Regions from separate parts of the Sus scrofa genome. Here all the other regions are linked to region 3. A link is a contact called in public Hi-C, HiChIP or PLAC-seq and promoter capture Hi-C data. All regions are on one chromosome and are shown on one strand. Each heading gives the region's core, a stretch centred on a gene start, on an enhancer-like site or on the middle of the called end of the contact. The rest is flanking DNA. Distances are from core to core; before and after follow the strand shown. Region 1 overlaps RAD51B (DNA repair protein RAD51 homolog 2). Region 2 overlaps RAD51B (DNA repair protein RAD51 homolog 2). Region 3 overlaps LOC100513604 (a long non-coding RNA gene). Region 4 overlaps RAD51B (DNA repair protein RAD51 homolog 2). Region 5 overlaps RAD51B (DNA repair protein RAD51 homolog 2). Region 6 overlaps RAD51B (DNA repair protein RAD51 homolog 2). Region 7 holds the start of RAD51B (DNA repair protein RAD51 homolog 2).

Region 1 (2,700 bases), core at 175-2,674, 590 kb before region 3:
ACTTAGGAACGTATGGGAGCCTGCTTCCATTTTATCTGATTTTAGTCAACGAATATTTACGGCACACTGTGTGAGTCAGGCACCATGCTAGGTGCTGTGAGGTGCACAGGGCACTGGAGAACTGCTGGTCGTCCTTCCTGAGCTCAGGGGAGTGGCCGAGTGTGCAGCAACCGCTGCTGACCATCTCTGAGTGGTCTCTGATGGGTGGCCTCTCTGGTTTCCAGGGTCTTGTGTTTTCAGAGCTTCACTGGTTCTCCCTCAGGGCAAGTGGTCCCTCCCCTGAAGATTCCCTTCAAAAACGCAAGGTTTTCCAAGCGCACCGAAACAGGTTTTTCTGTCTCCTTCATTTCATTGCTCTTCAGCATTTGAAAGAACTGAAGTGAGGACAAGGAGAGAGATGATTTCGGTCTGAAAAAATGTGAGAGTCTCCTTTAAATCTACCGTGGAGAAAATGACGGAAAAATACTCAATACCCTCAGGGCTCCCCTGCCCTTTGAATACTCCTGCTGTAACTACTACCATCGTGTTAGAAGATGCTTGCTGTGTGTTTAGGCTTCAAAGAAAGGAATTATCCTGAGAACTTTTAGTAATGACTCTTTTATTGTAACCTTGGTTTTCTTCCTCCTGCTAATCTTTTAAAATGGGTATTGCAGGAAGCTGCTTGCCAGGCTATAATACAGCTCCAGGGAATGTAGCACATGATCTTTCTCCTTATTTGGCAGTGAAATTTCATCAGGCTGTATTCATCTGAGTGAAACACACTCTAGGAATATCTTTAGTTCTATAGCGGGGAAAAGTTGAGACCAGGTAACAATGGAGCCACAGTGGTTTATTTGTCCTTCCTGAAGCGGATAAAAAGTGATCCAGTATCTGTGTTGCCTTATCAAGGACACCAGGGCCCGAGGGTGAGCACTGCCGCAAACACAGTCTTGTCCGGGGGTGTTTTGCTTTAAAGATATTAGGGATGATAACTCAGCATAGTGTATGTTGACGCGAAGCCCTGGGCTTGCTCGCTCGGATGACTAGGCCTTGGGCTAGTTAAGGGTGGTGGGGTGATGCTTAGGTGTGTCTTGGTTGCAGTTGGTTAAGACTGGGTGGACTGTGGTAGCAGTCCTGACGGCTGTAGTGTCATAGAAAACAAATCAAGACAAAATAAAACAAAACAAGACAAGACAAACAAACAATAAAACCCTCCTGAACATGAAGCAGCTCCCTACCTGTAACAGACAATAATCTCCACCTCACAGAGTTTGTGTGAGGGCAAAATGAGAAAATATTCAGGCAAGTGCTTTGTAACCTCCACAGCACTCTGCAGAAGCAAGCAGATGTGCTTGTAATCGTTATCACAATGACGTGGACTGAGTAATTCCCCAGATATTTATGCTAAGGTCCGTCAGAAAAGAGTAGGCAGGTCACTTGACCAAACAGGATTCTGCATGGCCCAGAAACTCCCAGTTTGAGTCACAGAGTGAAATGAAAGGCCATGGGAAGTGTGCTCCATTTAAAATATTGTTTCATTTTCATATTCTATTCTTTACCAACAAACTCTTTCCAGTGACTTTCACTTTCAAGTTCTCAAACTTGTTCCGTGTCAGTAATGTTCCCACACTTGAAAATTTGCATCGTCTTCCTCGATCTTGCCTCTGAGAAGCCTGTGTATCTGACTAATGCACTGTGGTCAGAATGAAAGCATTGCTCAGGGTGCATTTCCTAGGTAGGAATGTCTAACATCAACAAGTGGCCCAGCCCAGAACATTCTCTTTGGCCCTTTCTCCTGCCCTCCTCAGCCAATGCCAAGCTCTGATTTGTTTGCATATAGGGCTGCTTCCATTTTTAGTCTAGGGGCCTGACTGCCTGTGTGCAGGACGTTTTCCATGTTTAGAGCCCGCACGAGTGCCTGGCTACCTGCTTTCTTCTCTAAGTGGGAGTGTTAAAACAAGGCAGTAAACTCTTCTATGACAAGACTATTGAGGGGCCAAGGTGTTCTGGCTCAATCTCAGGAACCATCATCTTGAAAAAGTGCATGTGTCTCTCTGTCATCTTCCAGCATCCTTCTCATAAATCCTAGAAAATATTTAGCCCAGAAGAAAAGCCATGCACGTAGGGTTATGCTTTGCCTAGTGTCTAAGCTGGTGTTAGGCCTCTTAGTATCTAAGGGGAAGCAGGATGAGGGGTGTCTTTTGGGGCCCAAGAGATAGAACTAAGGTCATGGGGGGAAGCTACGCAGAGACTGATTTTGAGTTAATAATGTGAAGACTTGTTGTTGTTGCCGCCTTTTTTTAATGGCCACACCTGTGGCATATGGAAGTTCCCAGGCTAGGGGTTGAATTGGAGCTGCAGCTGCCAGCCTATGGCAAAGCCACAGCCACTAGGGATCTGAGCCATGTCTGCGACGTACAGATCCCTAGTGGCTAGCTCAAGGCAACACTGGATCCTTAACCCACTGAGTAGAGCCAGGAATTGAACCCTGCATCCTCATGGATACTAGTTTGGTTCATTACCACTGAGCCATCAGAACTCTAAACATTGTTCTCATAGTGCTGTCCAAAGTTGCCTCAAGAGTCTGTGAGTTTCCATTACTGGGGTTATTTAAAAGTAAGCTAGACAACCAGTGAGGGTATATTGTAGAGAGGATTTATGTTATTGGACTAGGTAACTTTTATTTTTCAAACTGTTTTGGAGTTTTTAACCATGAAAGTA
Region 2 (2,700 bases), core at 78-2,577, 650 kb before region 3:
AAAATCAAATAGGCAAGTCTGTTTGATAAAGTTCTTTGATGATAGGATCCTGTTTAACTTTATATGTACTGTATAAAGTCCTTTTGTTCATGTTGGGACTATAATAATACAAAGCTATAGGTTTTTTTCATTTCTGCCTATTTTTCTCCATCCTGGACTTAGTTGGCTACACTGTTTCTAATGCCTAATTAACTCTTCTGTCACTCATCCTCTCCCTCAGTCCACATTTTTTGCATTGTCTGTAATTCATAGAATCACAGTTTGATAAAGCATTGGTGCTGGAAGGGCCCTTAGATGTTAACTACCCAAACTTCATTTTATAGGTAAGAAAAAGCCTGCAAAAGGAACAGGCTTAGGCCAAGGTCAGGTACCTGCCAGAGATTAGGTTCGTGGTGTTTTTCCACTATACTACTCCAGACGCCATGTGTCAGGAATTTTCCAAAGCACTAGACTAGGAATAACTACTTCAACAGACAGGGAGTGCATCTTACTGGAACGGGCAGTTTGGGAATCAGGCAGATTTGGGTTTGAATATCTTGTTCTGCCACCTACTGGCAGGGTAAATCGCACAAGTAACTACAGCTTTTCGGGACTCTTGTTTCTTCCTCTGTATATGAGAATAATAACAATAGTACTTGAAGGTTACTACGAGTACTGTATTATATAATCTGTATAATGTGCCTGGTATACACATTGTGTTCAACAGATTTTTAGTTTTGTAAAAATCTGCTGATCATAGGGAAATGTTATGTCATACATTTGAATAGTAATTTAAAATAGGTATTTTATAATTGGCGATCATGAGCTTCTCTGATTCAATAGTACTCTCATAAATTTAGCATTAAAGTATGAATGGAGTGAGTTGTCTGGAAATGAATTCCTGAAAGTTATTTATACCATGACAGTGATTCATGTATTTCCCTTTCCCTTATGGCTTTCATCTGTACTTAGCTGCAGTGTATCTTGTCCAAAAATTTTTGTGAAAGTTGACCTCACCCTAGGAAGACATCTGGAGTGTCCTTGGGTCTGGTCCCTGGTTTTTATGTAGCCAAACACTAGGATATAAATCTAGACTATAATCTATATAGAATGCTAAATTCATAGTTTTGAGACTATCTAGTGGTGTTCTGAAACTCATTGAACTGTGTGTTGAACAGCTTCCATGTGAAATTACGTGCACTTCTTTGGAGGACAGGTTGAAGTTATGTGTAACATAAAGGGGCCCAAGATCGTCCTGTTAAAAGGAAGCAGAACTACACTGTTGAACCCAATAGCATGCGGAGGAGGAGTGAGTTAGGCAGCAAAAGCTAAGACTGAATTAGCAAAGGCCAGAAGCAACAAAGGAGAGTTTGGAAGCTTCAGAAGGAGTGATTCAGGGGAATTTCAGTTGAGGGCCTCTCAGCTTGCATAGATGTCGTTGCCTGACTGGAATGCACTTAAAGCTTGAAGTGGATGGAAAGACCTTGAGAAACTAGACAGAAAGAATTTTGCTGTTTTTTAATAAAGAGAAGGCTTGGGAGAAAGAGCTTTGGCTTAGATTTTAGACAGAAGTTAAGTACGACTAGAAAGAGGCGCTATATGCTTTCCTCCTTATGGAACTCTTCATTGCTGAGGCACTTTCAAGTTCACATAATTTGGTCCATAACTGTGGTTAGATACAAAGAAGCTGTAAACACATTTCTTGATTGCTTTTTCAGTAAGGTGAAAGTGGAAGAGAGTGAAGCAGTTGTGGGGAATGGAATGGATATTCCTTGGGCCTATTCTTACCTACTGTTGTATATTAGATTCAAAGCCTTAGGACAGCAGTTTCTTAAAAATAAATGTAGGTATGATTTGGGGAGACTGTTGGACCATCGAAGACAACCAGGAAGTAGAAGGTGCTGCTTTGCTATATTTTGGGTTCATCCAGATGGGATCAAACCAGAGGAAGTTGGCAAGCACTGGGACTCCCCGCTCAGAACCACGCCGAAATAATTGCGGTAGCAAAAGAATTTCCCCAGGAGTCTTATTCCACTCGAGGCATAACAGCCAGAGATTCTTGGCCCTTAAGGGCAGAGCGTCAAGGTTGATAAATTTTAGAGCAATCAACTGAAGTCTGTAAACTCAGGAGAACTATTAGATGGTACTGGGACTGCGTTGTTTCCCTCATTTCCTACAGAAGTTCTACTATGAGTACATGTGCCCTGTGATCTACCGTTGAGAGTTAGCTCTTCCCTAATATCATGTCCTCTCCCTGAGATTGAATCTACCACAGTTTAATAAGTGAGGAGATTATAAAAGAATTTACCTTTAAGAACTGGTGTTTGACTTCTTCTGTATTCTTGAAAATTCTGGCCTATTATAACCTTATCATTTTTTTTTAAAGCTTTCTGGCAAGAGCTCTGCATGACCTAAAATTTGCCTTCCTGTTTAATCATTCTCCGAGCGTTTCTCCACACCAGCAAAGTTAGGGACACTTCATCATCATCAGTATTGCTTATCCCTGTCGTCTCACATCTATCCTGTATTGTCCACTTGCATCCCCTTCACGGGCCCAGTCTACTGACTTACATACATTAGGTTTTCATTAAATGTTTTTTATTTACTCTTGAGCGAAGAAGTAGTTTTTTTGTATTTTGTACAACTGACGATTAGGGAGAAAGACTGCACAACAGGAAGGAATTACTGTGACTAAAGAGTCATGCATGAGATGAAAAGTGG
Region 3 (2,700 bases), core at 188-2,687:
GTGGGGGCAAGCCATTCAGGGTGCCCAGCAGGCCCTGAGCAAAGGGAGCTTCTGGAGCACTAAGCAGTAGAGCAGGCATGATGGCCTCCAGACACCAGGGGGCAGCACAATACACCCTCCAGGGTCAGAGGCACCCACCAAAGGGGACTTGGCAACAGACATGCTTCCAAAAACAAAGCTAAGTAGCCAGGGCATGCAGAGGGAGAGACCCCAGAGAGGCAGACTGCCCACTGAGCCAGCTCATAAGTTTTTGCCACTTGCCCACAGGCAACTGTGAGTAGCTTCCTGCAAGACAAGCTTCAGCCGGAAGCCAGTGTGACTTCAGGTGAGGGACCCACAGGCTACAGGGCTGGCAGGGACTGGAGAGGAGTCCAGGTCTACTTTCTTTGGGTTCTTGCTCTAGAACCTCCTCCCAAGCAGATGAAAGGTTTGTCTCGTCCTCGCCTGCTGCACATCTGCTCATTCCACCACCCACTGAACCCCTGGGCATGTTTTCTGTGCCTTCATCCCAAGCAAGAAACAGAAAGCGGGGTGGGGGAGCCCAAGACAAAGTTCTAAGGTTCTCAAAAGTCCTTAGGCTTGGGGACCTTTGAAATCCAAGTGTGGGATTATTCCAAGCTTGCAGAAAGCCCCCCACCCCCAGCTCCAGGGGAGAAAGCAGTCTCTGTGGGGAGACCTTGAGTGCTGGGCTAGGAGCCGTGGCTTTGGAGCCACAATGCTTGGGTTCAAATCCCAGCTCAGCTATTTACCAGCTCTGTGACACCGGGCAGGTACTTAACCCTCTGTGCCCCCATTTCCTGTTCTGTAAAATGAGGGTAACAACTGCTTCCAAGAGCAGTGAGTTACAGTGTGGGAAAGCATTTGAAGAAAAGGCCTTCACATGTTCAAATGTTCGTAGACCGCAGCTTAGAACCAGGCAGAGCGCTGCTCACAGCACAGCCCAAAGCCCCAAAGGTCTGGGCTTCTTTCCATCAGAATGCAGTTCACAGAGCCCATCGGGCTGTGGAGGCTGCCTGGAGCAGAGGCCCTGTGTCTGGAGTGGGTTTCACTAGGGTGTCCCTGGAGAGGTGGAGCAGGAAGGAGGTACCCAGTCCAGCCCTCCTGAGCCCACTGTGGGTTTTGTGCAGGACAAGCAGAAGACACCACTCAGATCTAAGCTGGGCTTGTTAAAACTCTTCAGCCAGAGGCTGAGAGGCAGGCTGGCCGTCCTGTAGGGACAGCACACCCCCTCTCCAGCCCCCTGTCCCTGGGCAGGCCTGGGGAAGGCCAGCTTGCAGAGGCCAGGCCTGCACCAGAGGGTGTGAGGAGCCTGCCAGCCTCAGAGCAGCGCTGGGCTTCCCTGGGATGCAGAGGGATGGGGAGGAAAGAGTTAAGCCACTTTGGGCTCCCGAGGGCGGCTCTGCAGCTATAAACAGTGAGCCGAGGGAGGGAGGGAGCTGCCACAGGATGTGGCCAGGGCTCGAGCTGTCTGATTATTAACTTCACTTTTATTTGGAGGGGGATTCGATTCTCTGTTTTACTTCCCATCAAGGAAGTGAAAGCCCAGGTCTCAGAGGGGCCTGATTTCAAATTGTTTTGTCACAGCTCATTTATTTTTCCTCTTAAATAAATAAACAAAACCACCTCTTTGTTTTCCCCTTAATGAGCCTTCAGCAAATCATCTGTGAGTGAGGCATGAAAGGGGTTTTCTGGAGTCCTTCATGGGGCACGCTGGCTTTTTCTTTTAAAAGGAAAAGAAAAAAAAGAGTCTTCCTTGAGCTTTGGCCTTCTCCAAGACTCTCCAGGCACCTTCTTTTCTACCTCATCCTGAGATCTCAGCCTGAAATCATGACCTCAAACCCAGCCAGAGGCACAGGCCTTCCTTGGCTGGCTGCTCCTTGGGGACTGGCCTGCTGCCTGCCATCCCATGTCACAGGCTCCGACCCCAAGGCCACACAGTGTGGAGCCCTGTGGTTCGTCCCCTTGGTAGAGCTTGGACCCATGGTTTTTGTTCCTATGGCACCCAGACGTTTCCATTAAAAATAACAAAGCAATTAAACACACAAAAGGATTCCATGACAGGGCTTAAGAAAACACCATTACATGTTTCTTTGCTCAAGGTTCAAAATGTTTGGGAAGTTGTTTACAACACCAAAACCCATTCAATAATTTCATGATTCTCTTGCAACCACCCTTTCTGGAATGACCCACTTGTGCAAGGCACCATGGGGGATGCAAAGACCACCGTCACACTGTCCCCACCCTCCAGGTGCCCACAATTCAGTGGGGGGAGGGTGCAGAGAAGAAAAGAGGAGAGTTCCACAGCAGAGGCCAACTGGCACTACAGGTGGGCAGGGACGGAAAAGACAGGCGCTGCTGAAAACAAAGAGGGGAGTATGGAGGAAGGCTTCCTGGTGGAGCTGATATTTAAGCTGGACCTTGAAGGGCTGATATTTAGAAGCAAGAATATTCTGGAAGCTGAGAAGTACCCAATCACAGAGAGCCAAGATCAATGTATGAACCAGATCAGGTATAAGACCACAGGGGCAGCGGGCCCAGCAAGTCCTCTGGCTCCTTGAATGGCAAAGTCCTCACGTGGAGAGGGCCTGAAAGGGGTGACTACTTGGATTCTGCTCCAGCCTGCTTGTCCTTGACCCGGCTTGGAGACTGGCAGCCTGTGAAGAAGCTGCACTGCATGCTGTGAGCAACACCATAGGACAC
Region 4 (2,700 bases), core at 43-2,542, 840 kb before region 3:
ACTCTGTCTAGAACCCAGTTTATAGGTCAAAAGGATTCTGTCTGCACTGGCCAGCCAGACATTTAAGTATTCATTACTTGTGCGTGTGTGTGTGTGTGTGTGTGTGTGTGTGTGTGTGTATTTAATGATGTTTGTGCATGGGATGTTTGTGCTAGGGATTTTGAAATACTGGAAGGGTTTTCCTATTTGCTGGGTGGTTTTAGAATTGAAAGCCATCAGTAGGAAAAAAGAAACAAAGAAAAATATTCTTCTTTCATCTATGTCCCATATTATACAAGTGTTAACTGAAAATAGCACCGATTTTCTGGGAAAGGCTGTGACTGAGACTTTTCTCACCCTTTACCCCTACTCCCCAATTCATGTTTCCTTTTTGCAATGTGGTCATGTGCTTGCCCAAGTCTGGCTTATGAACCGTGTAGAATATTTATGCAGTTTTGTTTTTTAAGTCCTACACTGTGCACATGATGCAGTATTTAATTTGGAATGGGCTCTGAGTTTAGTCACACGTGCTTCTTATGGTGTTTATCTTGGAATCCACAAGTAGGAGGGAAGTACTTTTGCATTTTATACATCTGGACATTGTTCATGATCCTCTTGTGACTTGGGAATTCTGTGTGGGGCAAAATCCAAAGAACAGTATTAAAAATAACGTGGAGTTATAATGACATCTGAGTGAAAAACCATGAGAATACCCTTCTGATCCCAGCAGAGTTTGATTTTGATGTGAATTTTTTCAGTTGTGTGTTTTACTGCTGGCCTGAGTAGATTGCTGGGATTAAGGTTACCTGACACCCTTGCAAGGAGGCTAAGGGGCTGCCAGACTTTCTTAAAGTGTATAGCAGATTTAGCTTTTTGGGGGGAGGAGGAGATTTTGGCCTTGATTTTGCATGAGCTAAGATAGGTGAAGTAAATTCTGCTTACTGTGCTGTGCCTCTGCCACTCTCTTGCACCATAAGCATCTTAAGATGATAAGATGATGATGACCTGTGAAGGTCTTTCCCTTCATTCCCTTGATCCTGCCCCAATCCATTCAGTTTAGAGCTAAAGGTTGATCCTAAGAACACTTCAGGGGCTGTATCAGGACTGAGGAAGGGCGGGCGTCTAGTAACCCTGTCTATCCCCTGATTACCTTTGAGATGTTGTTTCAAATAGGATTGGACAGGTATAGTACAGTACCTCCTTTTGGCTAGGATTCTGCTGGAATGGAAAAAGTGAGATGGGATGTACAGAAGCCTTGCTGCTCGATGAGTGAGTTTGCATATGGACAGTATTGCTTTTTGGCTCCAACCTAGTTTTCTTTCATTCCCATGTCTCATCTTTTATGCAGCTGCAGAGAGCAGGCTGGGAAAGCAGAATGAAAGCTTCAAACAGATTTGCACTTGAATAAAAGAAAGAATGATTTCTCTTAGAGCACAGACCCAATTGAGGAGGAAGCTGTTTGCTTTTTCACTTTCCGAGTAAGGACTGTTTGCTTTTTCCCCTTCAATTGTAATAAAAAGGGGAAAGAGCTAATAAAGTAGTTAGACCTGCTAGTTATATCTGATAGAGAATTTTCAAATGTGCTTAATAAGGCTTCTCCTATGATTATAAAAGAAGTAAATAGTTGGAGGGCAAAAGTCGAAATTCAGTTGAGGTTTTAGAATCAGTTGAATATGAAGTGGTTTGAGTGCTTGGATAAGACTGCTCAAGTAGAAGCTGTTTCTCTTTGCTGGTTTCTTTGGCCTTTCCTTTGGGAACTTTTCCCCTTTACTTTCGTAACGCATTTTGCAACTTTCAGTTAAAAAATATCCATCAAAGTTTAAACTTTTAGCAAATAAACACATCTCGATCCTCTGATGGGAATCACAACATAGCAGAGAATGGCTTGGCTTCAAGCTGGAGAGAGGTTAATAGTAGGACTCCAAGGATTGATACCAAGATCATGCTTGTTTAATGTTTTAATGACTCCAAACGGAAATGGTGAAATCTGCTGATGACACCAAATTGTTTTTGCTGATCCAAACAGGGATTTCTGGGAAGCTTCTTCATAGTATTTGGAAGAGTGGAAGAATTGGGCAATGTGGTAGCAGACACACCAAACTTGAAGTGAAGGTTTATGTGAAGTAGCAGGAATAACACCAGTACATTGAAGTTACAAAGACTGCCAGGTCTTCCAAGAGGAAGACTGTGGCATCCCCTATAAAGGACTTGGCTTTGATTCTTCTTGTGAAAGGAAGATTTAGGACAAAGAACATTTTGATATATAGAAGAGGAAAACTACTGTGGGGATAGTAGTAATTTCCAAGTGATGTCAAAGTTTCTTTGCTAATGCCAGCAGTGGTATAGCCAAATAAATGCTGTTTCCCTCAAATGGTCATGGAAGATTATATAGTCATTTTATGCACTTTTTTGGGGGGGCGGGGATAGCTCCTCCTTCCGACTGTTTTCTAGGGTGGCATGTCTTTATTTTTTAGGTTATTTTAGATTTTTTTGTGTAGCCACTGGTCACTTAGAACAAAGTATGGGAGTAAGATGAATGATCAAACTCGATAAATTTTAAATATAAGTTAAAGAGGCGAAACTAATTTTCTTTTGTTGCTTCAAAATTTTCTGGGGAAAATTATCAATGAGAAAATGCAAAAATAGGGAGTTTCCATCGTAAACCACAATGGTAACAAACCTGACTCTTATCCATGAGGATGTGGGTTCGATCCCTGGCCT
Region 5 (2,700 bases), core at 70-2,569, 720 kb before region 3:
TTCCTAAAGCCTAAGATTAATAGATTTGTGTTAATAGTTTGTTAATATAAAATAATAAAATCTTATATTTAGAAGGCATGCTTAAAACATTTATTTATTTTTTTGTTTAAAGATGATGCCTAATACGTTGTATGTTATGGGCACACTCGTAGACGTCTAATTGAGATAGAGGTACGACTTTTCTGAAATATAACTTGGTGTCATAATATGAGGAGTTTTTGAAATTAAAAAAGAAAAGAAAAAGGAAGTTTGTGGACATCAGGATTCCATTAACAGAAAGTCTATCAGTCTATCTTAAAGAAGTAATTATACATGCATATTTAAAGATTTGTATGTAAAGATACTTACTGCATTATTATTTAAAGTTAAAAATAGAAAACAATCCAAATATTTCAGTGATTAAATATGTTATTGTGTATTTATATAATGTTATATAGTATTATGAAGTCATTAAAGTGTTTGTAAAATTTTAATATTTTAAAATGTTTCTGCTATAGTGATTATTAAATAAGAGAGGAAAATAAACCACACACACTATTTCAAATATTTGAGAGAGAAGACTTGTAAGTGATTTTTATTTTACATTTTCTGTATTAAATTTTTTTGGAGATCATGTGCAATTTTTATAATAATCTAATGTATGTTATTTTCTAAATAACATTCCTTCCTTTGAGCGGGCGAAATCAATCTGTTGACTTGCAGTATATTCCAAAAGAATAATCAGAAATGTAGAAAAGCATTCATTGTCATAGTTAAAATAGTGAAATTTGAAAACAACGTGATGTTACGAGAATTAGAATGATTATTCAGTTACAGGAAAGGATATCATGTTTGCAAAGAATTTGTAATGGTATGAGGACACATAATTAAGGGGACATTTTGCAAAATTGTACATACAGTTGAGGTCTTAAACTGTGTTGATAATGCCTGACATGAAATATGGAAGGGAATACAGAAAAATGTTAGACTTTCTTCTGGATATAATAATAGATGTAATTTTAAAAATTCTTTTCACTTTTCCTGATTTTCTTTTTTCCTTTTTAATAATTTAGTGTGCTTTTATTATTCCAGGAAAAGGTATTTAATTCTATGCTTTGCCTTACTCCCCAAAGCTTTTAAGTTAGCATTCCTGATTTTCTATTTTTCTAGAAAGATAATAGTGTATTTTTTTTTTTTTGGCTTAAAATAACAGAAATTTATTTTCTCACAGTTCTAGAGTCCAGAATTTCAAAATCAGTGTGTTGGGAGGCTTGATTTCCTTCTGGAAGCTCTGAGAGAAACTCAATTCCATGGTTTGCTCCTAGCTTCTAGTGACAGCTGGCAGTCCTTGGCATTCCTTGGCTTGTAGCTTCATAGCTCCAATCTTGCTGACCTCTGCCTGCTCCCTGTCTTTCTATGTTTCAGATTTCCCTCTCCTTTCTTTTATAAGGGCACTGGTCTCTGGCTGTAGAGCCCACTCCAAATCCAAAACAATCCCATCCTAGATTTTTTTTTGAAAGTATAATTGATATCGTGTTAAGATTAGATGTGTAACAAAGTGATTCAGTTATATATGCATATATATATATATATACATACACAGATAAATATATGTGTGTTTTTCTTGTTTTCTGTGTCTATGAGTTTTGTATGTAGATTCATTTGTATTTTTTATATTCCATATGTAACTGATGGCACACAATATTTGTCTTTATCTGTCTTCATTAAGTGTAATATTTTCTAGATCCATTCAAGTCCTGTAAATGGCAGTATTTAATGTTTTTTATGGCTGAGCAATATTCTGTTGTTTCCACATTCCATGTCTTAAGCCAGTTGTCTACTGAAGGGCAGTTGGGTTGTTTCCATGTCTTGGCGATTGTAAATAGTGCTGCTCTGAACAGTGGGGTGCATGTATCTTTTTGAATTAGAGTTTTGTCTCCCGGATATATGCCCAGGAGTGGGATTCTTGGATAATATTTTTAGTTTTTTAAGGAACCTCCATACTGTTTTCCATAGTGGCTGCACCAGTCAGCGTATAGCCCAGTGGTATAGCATTTGACTGCATAGTGGCAGCACCAACCTACATTCCCACCAACAGGGTAGGAGGGTTTGGTGTTTAATTAAGGGGAAAGCATTTAAGACAAGAGTGATAATAGAGAATTTTGAATTCACATCTGATGTGAGGCATAACATTAATATTTTCAGATGATTAATTCTTCAGGCAATGTATAGCATGTTCCTAAAAGAAAGAAGATAGCAAAAAATAGAAAAAGCATTAGACTGTGGCACAAAGGTGATTTAATATATTTTGTTTACTCACATGGCAGGCATACTCATTTAGCATTGTGAGAATGCCTTGTAGGTGCAGACCAAAGTACTGTGCACTCAGGGAGCGTCTGAGAAACCCTGATTTCCACCCTCCGGGATCTTAAGATCTGGAAGGGAAGATAAGAGAGGTTCGCAAAGAACTGATAAAGTTTACATATTGAAGGTGGGATAGAAGTTGGGGTAAGCATTCCCAAAGTTCAAAGGAAAAGGAAAAACAAATCACTCCGGGAGGATCAGAAAAGGCTCTGTGGAAAGGGGGGCATTTAGCTGTTCTCTTAGAAAATGGGTCTGATTTCAGGAGTTAGCAATGAAGAGAATGTATTCCAGGCAGAGGGAAGACATGATCAAAGAAAGAAAGATGAGAAAACATGGTAGCAATTTTTAGATCAGCAA
Region 6 (2,700 bases), core at 110-2,609, 750 kb before region 3:
TAGAGAGAATATCTTTAAAGTGCTAAGCTTTATGGTTGGTACAAAGGAAATGTTCAAAAGAAAGGTCTTTGTATTATAACGAACTTCCTTTCTTCCGGTTCCTAAATTTATTAAGCTCACTTTAAAAAATTATTGTGGTTGGAGTTCCCGTCATGGTGCTGCGGAAACAAATCCGAACTAGGAACCATGAGGTTGCAGGTTTGATCCCTGGCCTCGCTCAGTGGGTTAAGGATCTGGTGTTGCCGTGAGCTGTGGTGTAGGTCGCAGATGAGGCTCGGATCTGATGTTGCTGTGGCTGTGGTGTAGGCTGGCAGCTGTAACTCCAATTAGACCCCTAGGCTGGAAACCGCCATATGCCGAGAGTGCGGCCCTAAAAAGCAAAAATAAATAAATAAATAAATAAATAAATAAATAAATAATATTGTATTTAAATGATATACTTAGTTCTCTCTTTTTCTCTTCCTCATCACAGCTCTTCCCCAGTTTTTACCTACTACTCGTTTTGAACCCACTTCACCCTGGCTTCCAAAATGTTTCAGATTTTATTCCCAATCCTAATCCTAATCTCGTTATTATTGCTTAGCCTCTCCAAGCCTGTTCTGCCTACAGTGACTTCAGCTTGCAGTGGTTCAAGTCAAAGACCTGAGAGGTAGCTTTGTCCCCTTCTTCTTCTTCCTTCCACCACGAAGTGGAATTCTAAACATTTCAGAGTTCCCGTCGTGGTTCAGCGGTGAACGAACCAGACTAGCATCCATGAGGCCAGTGGGTTTGATCCGTGGCCTCACTCAGTGGGTTAAGGATCCGGCGTTGCCGTGAGCTGTGGTGTAGGTTGCAGATTCGGCTTGGATCCTGTGTTGCTGAGGCTGTGGTGTAGGCTGGTGGCAGTGGCTCTGATTGGAACCTCCATAGGCCATGGGTGCAGCCCTAAAAAGTAAAAAAAAAAAAAAAAGAAAAAAAAAAGAAAATTTCCTCAATTTTTCCACATCTCTTTTTCCTTAGATGCCACCACTCCAGTCCAAAGAGCTATTGACTCTCACAAGATTGTGATGATGCTTGCTGGTACCATGCTATTCTGTATTCCACACTGTAGATTGAGTGATCTTCTAAAAATGCAAAGCTGAGAATTGTATTCCCCTTTCTAGACATGCCAGTGACTTTTTATTGACCTTAGAGCAGAACCCTTCTGGATCAAGTCCTACTTATCTCTTTGGCTTAATTTGTACTGTGGTTCCCCTCGTCCATGCCCTAGCCCTGTTGAATTTAATTTCTTTTCATTTGCTTCAGCTCTTTCTTGCCTCTGAGCAGTTTCACATACTGTTCCATGGCCTCTTTCATCATCCCTCTTTCTTGCTTAGCCTTCTGTTCTCAACCTAAATTTTACTTCCTCTAATGGGCCTTCCTGCAGGCGTGGTCTGTTCCGTAATTATCCTTTGGTCGTGGTGTTTGTTACATGATAGCTCCTTTCTCCTCTCAAGATCCCTCAAGGCAGGAGCCATGTCCTGTTCATCACTGTGTCTCTAATAGAGTGCCTGACCGATGGTAGACACTCAGCAAAATTTTGTTAAAAGTTGTTGTTAATTAATGTAGCGAGGAGAAACCCACCCTATGTCACAACATTTGGTAGCGTTTAGAGCTGCATATGGTATTCCTGTATTTTGCTTTGACTGTATCTTTAAACATAAGTAGATGTGGAAACTAATAAGACTCCTTTTCAACACATGCTCTTATTTTTCTATCTTCACACATTTCCTCATTTTAAAATCTTTTAATGTTTGTTTTTAATTCGGTACTACAAACAGGAATTTTTTTCCCCTCCATTTGGATGCTTGTGAGTGTAAAAAGCCACTTAACATCAGCACGGCTGCCAATTTTCATTCAGTCTCCCAGCTATATTTGGATGACATTTTCATGGACAATTTTGCAAAGTTTTTCAACTAAAAGTTGAGTCTAAATCATGTAGTCTTCTAATGGTTCAGTCAAAAATATAGTGAAGCCCACTGAACTGTCTTGTTCTCCAACAAGCTAAATAGAAAGCATTAGGAGGGCAGAGGGCTATGGCTTAAAACCTTTTTGACCCTTCACAGCCCCTCACCGGCTGTTGCACACATGGAGACAGCAAAGGGGGACCCTATTGATGGGTTGATAATCCTCTCCTTCCCCATCAACCTTGAGCCTAAGTAGCCGATGGGGCTAAGTCATCCCTGACAGGGAAGAATAGACGCTCTGGAAAGATCTGGGTGAAGAGAACCTGCTGGCTAAGATGCATCTTCTTTACGGTTATTTTTTAATTTTTTTGTCTTTTGTCTTTTTTTTAGGGCCACATCTGCGGTATATGGAGGTTCCCCGGCTAGGAGTCCAATCAGAGCTGTAGCTGCCGGCGTACACCAGAGCCACCGCAAGGCCAGATCTTAGCTGCGTCTGCAACCTACACCACAGCTCACAGCAGTGCTGGATCCTTAACCCACCGATCGAGGCCAGGGATTGAACACGCAACCTCATGGTTCCTAGTCAGATTTGTTTCCGCTCTGCCACGACGGGAATTCCGTTTACAGTTATTTATGAAAGCTTCATTATCGAACGTAGTTGATACTGATTATGTTTTTGTCATCCTTAAGGAAGAGTTTTTGTCTTTTTAAAATCTGAGGTACAAATGGATCACTATACATTAGTTTTCCTTGCCTTCTAATATGACCACCAACC
Region 7 (2,700 bases), core at 105-2,604, 920 kb before region 3:
CCAGTTCGGGAGGTTAAGGGAGGGGCGGGAATGACGAGGACAACGCCTACTGCCTACTCGTATTGGTCAATGGAGGGAAAAGATGCAAATAAAGCGCCATATTTGTTTTGGTCACGTGACACCACCTCTAGCGACTAGCGAAAGCTAGGTAGCTAGGAAAGAGGTTATCACCTGGCTCAGGACCATCCCTCACAGTTTTGACAGCTATTCCGCTTGACAGGTTCCATTCTGCATTCGGTGGAGCAAGTGTTAGGAATAGCTGTATGCCTTGATTTTTTTTCCTTCTCTTTTCTTTCTAGTTTGAACTCAGCGTTTACTGAGCGCCAACCTGTGATAGTGCTTTGCCACGCCCTGGGGATACTCAGAGCAGGGAAACCAGTCCTTCTCCATTATTGCAACAAACACTTGGGCCCTCTTATAATCCCAGAACCCTACGTTTTGAATTCCCATTTTCTTCTGCCTAACTTCATTCATTTGCTCATTTACCCGACAACTGTTAATTGATATGTGTGCCTGGCCCTACTTTAGAAGCTGAATAAGATGCGGTCCCTGTCCTCAAGGCGCTCACAAGTTTAGTGAGGGGTGCAGGTCAATAATTAGGATGCAGTGGGCTAAATTATAAGATAGAGGTATGCACAAAGGAGATGAGAGCAAAGAGTGAGCAAAAGCCTCTCTCAAATACAATAATCTGAAACTGACTCTTAAAAAGTAACGATTTCCTAATTACAGTTGCTTTTACATTGAACCTTTGATTTGGTTTCCTTCACGTTTTTCTTCAACTATAGACTCTTACATTTCCCCATTACGTGCTTTTGGTTTGAGCATTTTCATTCAGCATTTTCCAAACTATTTCACCACCAAAGAGTGGTGGAAAAGTAAACCGAAACAAATCAAAGGCTCTTTTGCAAAATCTCTTCTATGATTGGAGGATTCTCATCTACGCCCAGAAAAATAACGTCTCTTTGATCCATTATGCAAATTTTTATATGTAGTGACAAAAGAAATAAAAGAAAAATTCCAGTCTTCATACTCTTCTTACTGATCTGATGTTCCCTCTACTGGATTCCGCGCACCCCCCCCGCCCCCCAACGGTGGAAGTTCCTGGGCCAGGGATGGAATCCTCGCCACAGTAACCACTAGAGCCGCTGCAGTGACAATGCTGGATCCTTAATCCCTCTGCATCACAAGGGAACTCTCTCTCCACCGGATTTTGATAACCACTGTATTGGGAAATTGGGATTCGTAGATTTATTTCATAGAACTACAATTCCCAGCAAGCAGCGGAGTCGACCTGGGCCTGTGCCTACCTTTGATTGGATGCTTGGCAGGCGGATGGCCCAACCAGCATTTCGGTTGTTGCTTCGCGTCACTTTCCACCGGGAACTGTGTGAGGGGTAGGGGAAACTTTGAAAGTTGGATGCTGCAGACCCGGTACTGGAAAGTTTCATGTGGCGGGCGGTTCGGGGAAGTGGGGTGCGGTCATTATTTTCTGCTCGCTTTCTGTACCCCTGGTGTTCCTATTAGGGGAGCAGAGAGTCACTCTTGGCTACAGGGCACGCCCCCTTAGGTCCTTAGGGATCTTAACTTGAGACCCGCCGCGTATGTGAAGGCGTCCGGCCTTCTTTTGTGAGCGATGCTGGGAAGCTGCACCTTGTTGGGAGCAGCTCTTTTAGGGGGTTCTGGGATGATGATTTCGCTTCTTGATGTCCATCCATCTTCGCAATTGCAGGTAGTTTGAGGTCTAGGTAGGGGAGCTCGTCATTAAAGGACGTTTAGTGTTCTGCCTATCTTCAGGTGACGTTGAAGAAGAGGTATTTAATAGCATGGGATCTGCAGTCAGATTCCTGGTTTCGAATGCGCGGACTCCACCGTGTGCTAGTTGTTAGAATTTGCTCAAGTGATTCAATTAAGTGCCTCATTATTCTTAATCTGTAAACTGGGTTTACAATGGCGCCTAATAAGGGCTCAAGAAATATATCTTATTGTTAATTCACAGTTTCCATTGACCGTCTAACGTGAGGTTTTTTTTTTTAAATGAGAGGATTCAGTTTCCAGGATTGAATGTCTTCCTTCACCCCCTCATTTACATGCGCGTGCACGCACAAGCAGAGCAGGAATTCAGTTTCTGGTTGAAGAAATAAGCATGCAAGCCATAACAATACGTTAATAAGATTATTGGACAAATGTGCTCACAGTAGAATGAGAACATTGGAGGGGAAGAGACTAAGTTGTGGCAAGTCTTTGTGGAAGAAAGTCAGGAAGGCAGAATGGTGCTTGTGTAACCTATCAATGTTATGGCTGGAAGGCAGGTCAGGTGAGACAGCAATTGCTGTTTTGCTTAAGGAATTGATAATGACTCAGCCTTGGTCTCCACATGCCATGCACCATCCACATCCTTTAACCTTCATTGCATTCCTGTGGAGCAGATATTTGAATTGTGCTTGTTTTTCAGATGAGGAAACTAAGATGTTGGGAAGCAAGTGACTTTGCAAGAAATGCCAGGGTTTGGGCCTTGCACTCTGAAATAGGAATGAGAGGGAAGTGAGGGACCAGTTTATGAAGACTCTTTAGGCCATCATTAAGAAGTGTGGAATTTATCTTGTGGTCTCAGGGAACCATGGGCAGTTTTAAAGGATGAGAGTAACAGGATTGGAGCAAATTTCTAGCAGGCTACCTCTGACAGGATTGTGACTTTTAGGT

The links. Promoter capture Hi-C pulls out the DNA fragments that hold promoters and counts their contacts. A called contact is a pair of places that touch in the nucleus more often than the background predicts. HiChIP or PLAC-seq counts read pairs in DNA pulled down with a chosen protein or histone mark.
Region 1: a contact with region 3 is called in an H3K27ac HiChIP or PLAC-seq map of alveolar macrophages. The contact joins two enhancer-like sites. A contact is called at or near these places in 1 of 47 Hi-C or Micro-C datasets (embryonic fibroblasts) and 2 of 2 datasets of contacts at active chromatin or transcription factors (alveolar macrophages and skeletal muscle).
Region 2: a promoter capture Hi-C map of liver shows a contact between it and region 3, with 5 times the contacts expected there. The contact joins two enhancer-like sites. A contact is called at or near these places in 1 of 5 promoter capture datasets (liver), 8 of 47 Hi-C or Micro-C datasets (embryonic fibroblasts, epiblast stem cells, fetal skeletal muscle and 3 more) and 2 of 2 datasets of contacts at active chromatin or transcription factors (alveolar macrophages and skeletal muscle).
Region 4: a contact with region 3 is called in a Hi-C map of liver, with 2.5 times the contacts expected there. The contact joins two enhancer-like sites. A contact is called at or near these places in 1 of 5 promoter capture datasets (liver), 26 of 47 Hi-C or Micro-C datasets (adipose tissue, alveolar macrophages, blood and 15 more) and 2 of 2 datasets of contacts at active chromatin or transcription factors (alveolar macrophages and skeletal muscle).
Region 5: a Hi-C map of mesenteric adipose tissue shows a contact between it and region 3, with 2.9 times the contacts expected there. The contact joins two enhancer-like sites. A contact is called at or near these places in 13 of 47 Hi-C or Micro-C datasets (alveolar macrophages, embryonic fibroblasts, fetal heart ventricle and 9 more) and 1 of 2 datasets of contacts at active chromatin or transcription factors (skeletal muscle).
Region 6: an H3K27ac HiChIP or PLAC-seq map of alveolar macrophages shows a contact between it and region 3. The contact joins two enhancer-like sites. A contact is called at or near these places in 1 of 47 Hi-C or Micro-C datasets (embryonic fibroblasts) and 2 of 2 datasets of contacts at active chromatin or transcription factors (alveolar macrophages and skeletal muscle).
Region 7: a contact with region 3 is called in an H3K27ac HiChIP or PLAC-seq map of alveolar macrophages. The contact joins the promoter of RAD51B here to the enhancer-like site in region 3. A contact is called at or near these places in 11 of 47 Hi-C or Micro-C datasets (alveolar macrophages, embryonic fibroblasts, mesenchymal stem cells and 7 more) and 2 of 2 datasets of contacts at active chromatin or transcription factors (alveolar macrophages and skeletal muscle).

What each region holds. Positions count from the first base shown.
Region 1 is chr7:91,921,782-91,924,481 of Sscrofa11.1, forward strand. The region is part of intron 8 of RAD51B (DNA repair protein RAD51 homolog 2); the gene reads left to right. Among named protein-coding and RNA genes, the nearest start is that of RAD51B, 330 kb to the left of the region's middle. Within about 2 kb of position 1,425, at least 38 of the 83 cell types and tissues checked have an H3K27ac peak or open chromatin away from gene starts, as enhancers often do. A contact at or near this core is called in alveolar macrophages, where this site is marked.
Region 2 is chr7:91,861,589-91,864,288 of Sscrofa11.1, forward strand. All of the region lies in intron 8 of RAD51B (DNA repair protein RAD51 homolog 2), which reads left to right. Among named protein-coding and RNA genes, the nearest start is that of RAD51B, 270 kb to the left of the region's middle. Within about 2 kb of position 1,328, at least 22 of the 83 cell types and tissues checked have an H3K27ac peak or open chromatin away from gene starts, as enhancers often do. A contact at or near this core is called in fetal skeletal muscle and liver, where this site is marked.
Region 3 is chr7:92,514,469-92,517,168 of Sscrofa11.1, forward strand. LOC100513604 (a long non-coding RNA gene) reads right to left here. Exons shown (of 2, transcript XR_002345988.1): 2 at 2,036-2,700. Among named protein-coding and RNA genes, the nearest start is that of ZFP36L1, 20 kb to the left of the region's middle. Within about 2 kb of position 1,438, at least 42 of the 83 cell types and tissues checked have an H3K27ac peak or open chromatin away from gene starts, as enhancers often do. A contact at or near this core is called in alveolar macrophages, fetal skeletal muscle, liver and 4 more, where this site is marked.
Region 4 is chr7:91,674,274-91,676,973 of Sscrofa11.1, forward strand. All of the region lies in intron 8 of RAD51B (DNA repair protein RAD51 homolog 2), which reads left to right. Among named protein-coding and RNA genes, the nearest start is that of RAD51B, 83 kb to the left of the region's middle. Within about 2 kb of position 1,293, at least 25 of the 83 cell types and tissues checked have an H3K27ac peak or open chromatin away from gene starts, as enhancers often do. A contact at or near this core is called in fetal skeletal muscle, liver, omental adipose tissue and 1 more, where this site is marked.
Region 5 is chr7:91,789,787-91,792,486 of Sscrofa11.1, forward strand. The region is part of intron 8 of RAD51B (DNA repair protein RAD51 homolog 2); the gene reads left to right. Among named protein-coding and RNA genes, the nearest start is that of RAD51B, 200 kb to the left of the region's middle. Within about 2 kb of position 1,320, at least 1 of the 83 cell types and tissues checked has an H3K27ac peak or open chromatin away from gene starts, as enhancers often do. A contact at or near this core is called in mesenteric adipose tissue, where this site is marked.
Region 6 is chr7:91,761,517-91,764,216 of Sscrofa11.1, forward strand. The region is part of intron 8 of RAD51B (DNA repair protein RAD51 homolog 2); the gene reads left to right. Among named protein-coding and RNA genes, the nearest start is that of RAD51B, 170 kb to the left of the region's middle. Within about 2 kb of position 1,360, at least 1 of the 83 cell types and tissues checked has an H3K27ac peak or open chromatin away from gene starts, as enhancers often do. A contact at or near this core is called in alveolar macrophages, where this site is marked.
Region 7 is chr7:91,591,059-91,593,758 of Sscrofa11.1, forward strand. RAD51B (DNA repair protein RAD51 homolog 2) reads left to right here and starts at 1,355. Exons shown (of 12, transcript XM_021099935.1): 1 at 1,355-1,431.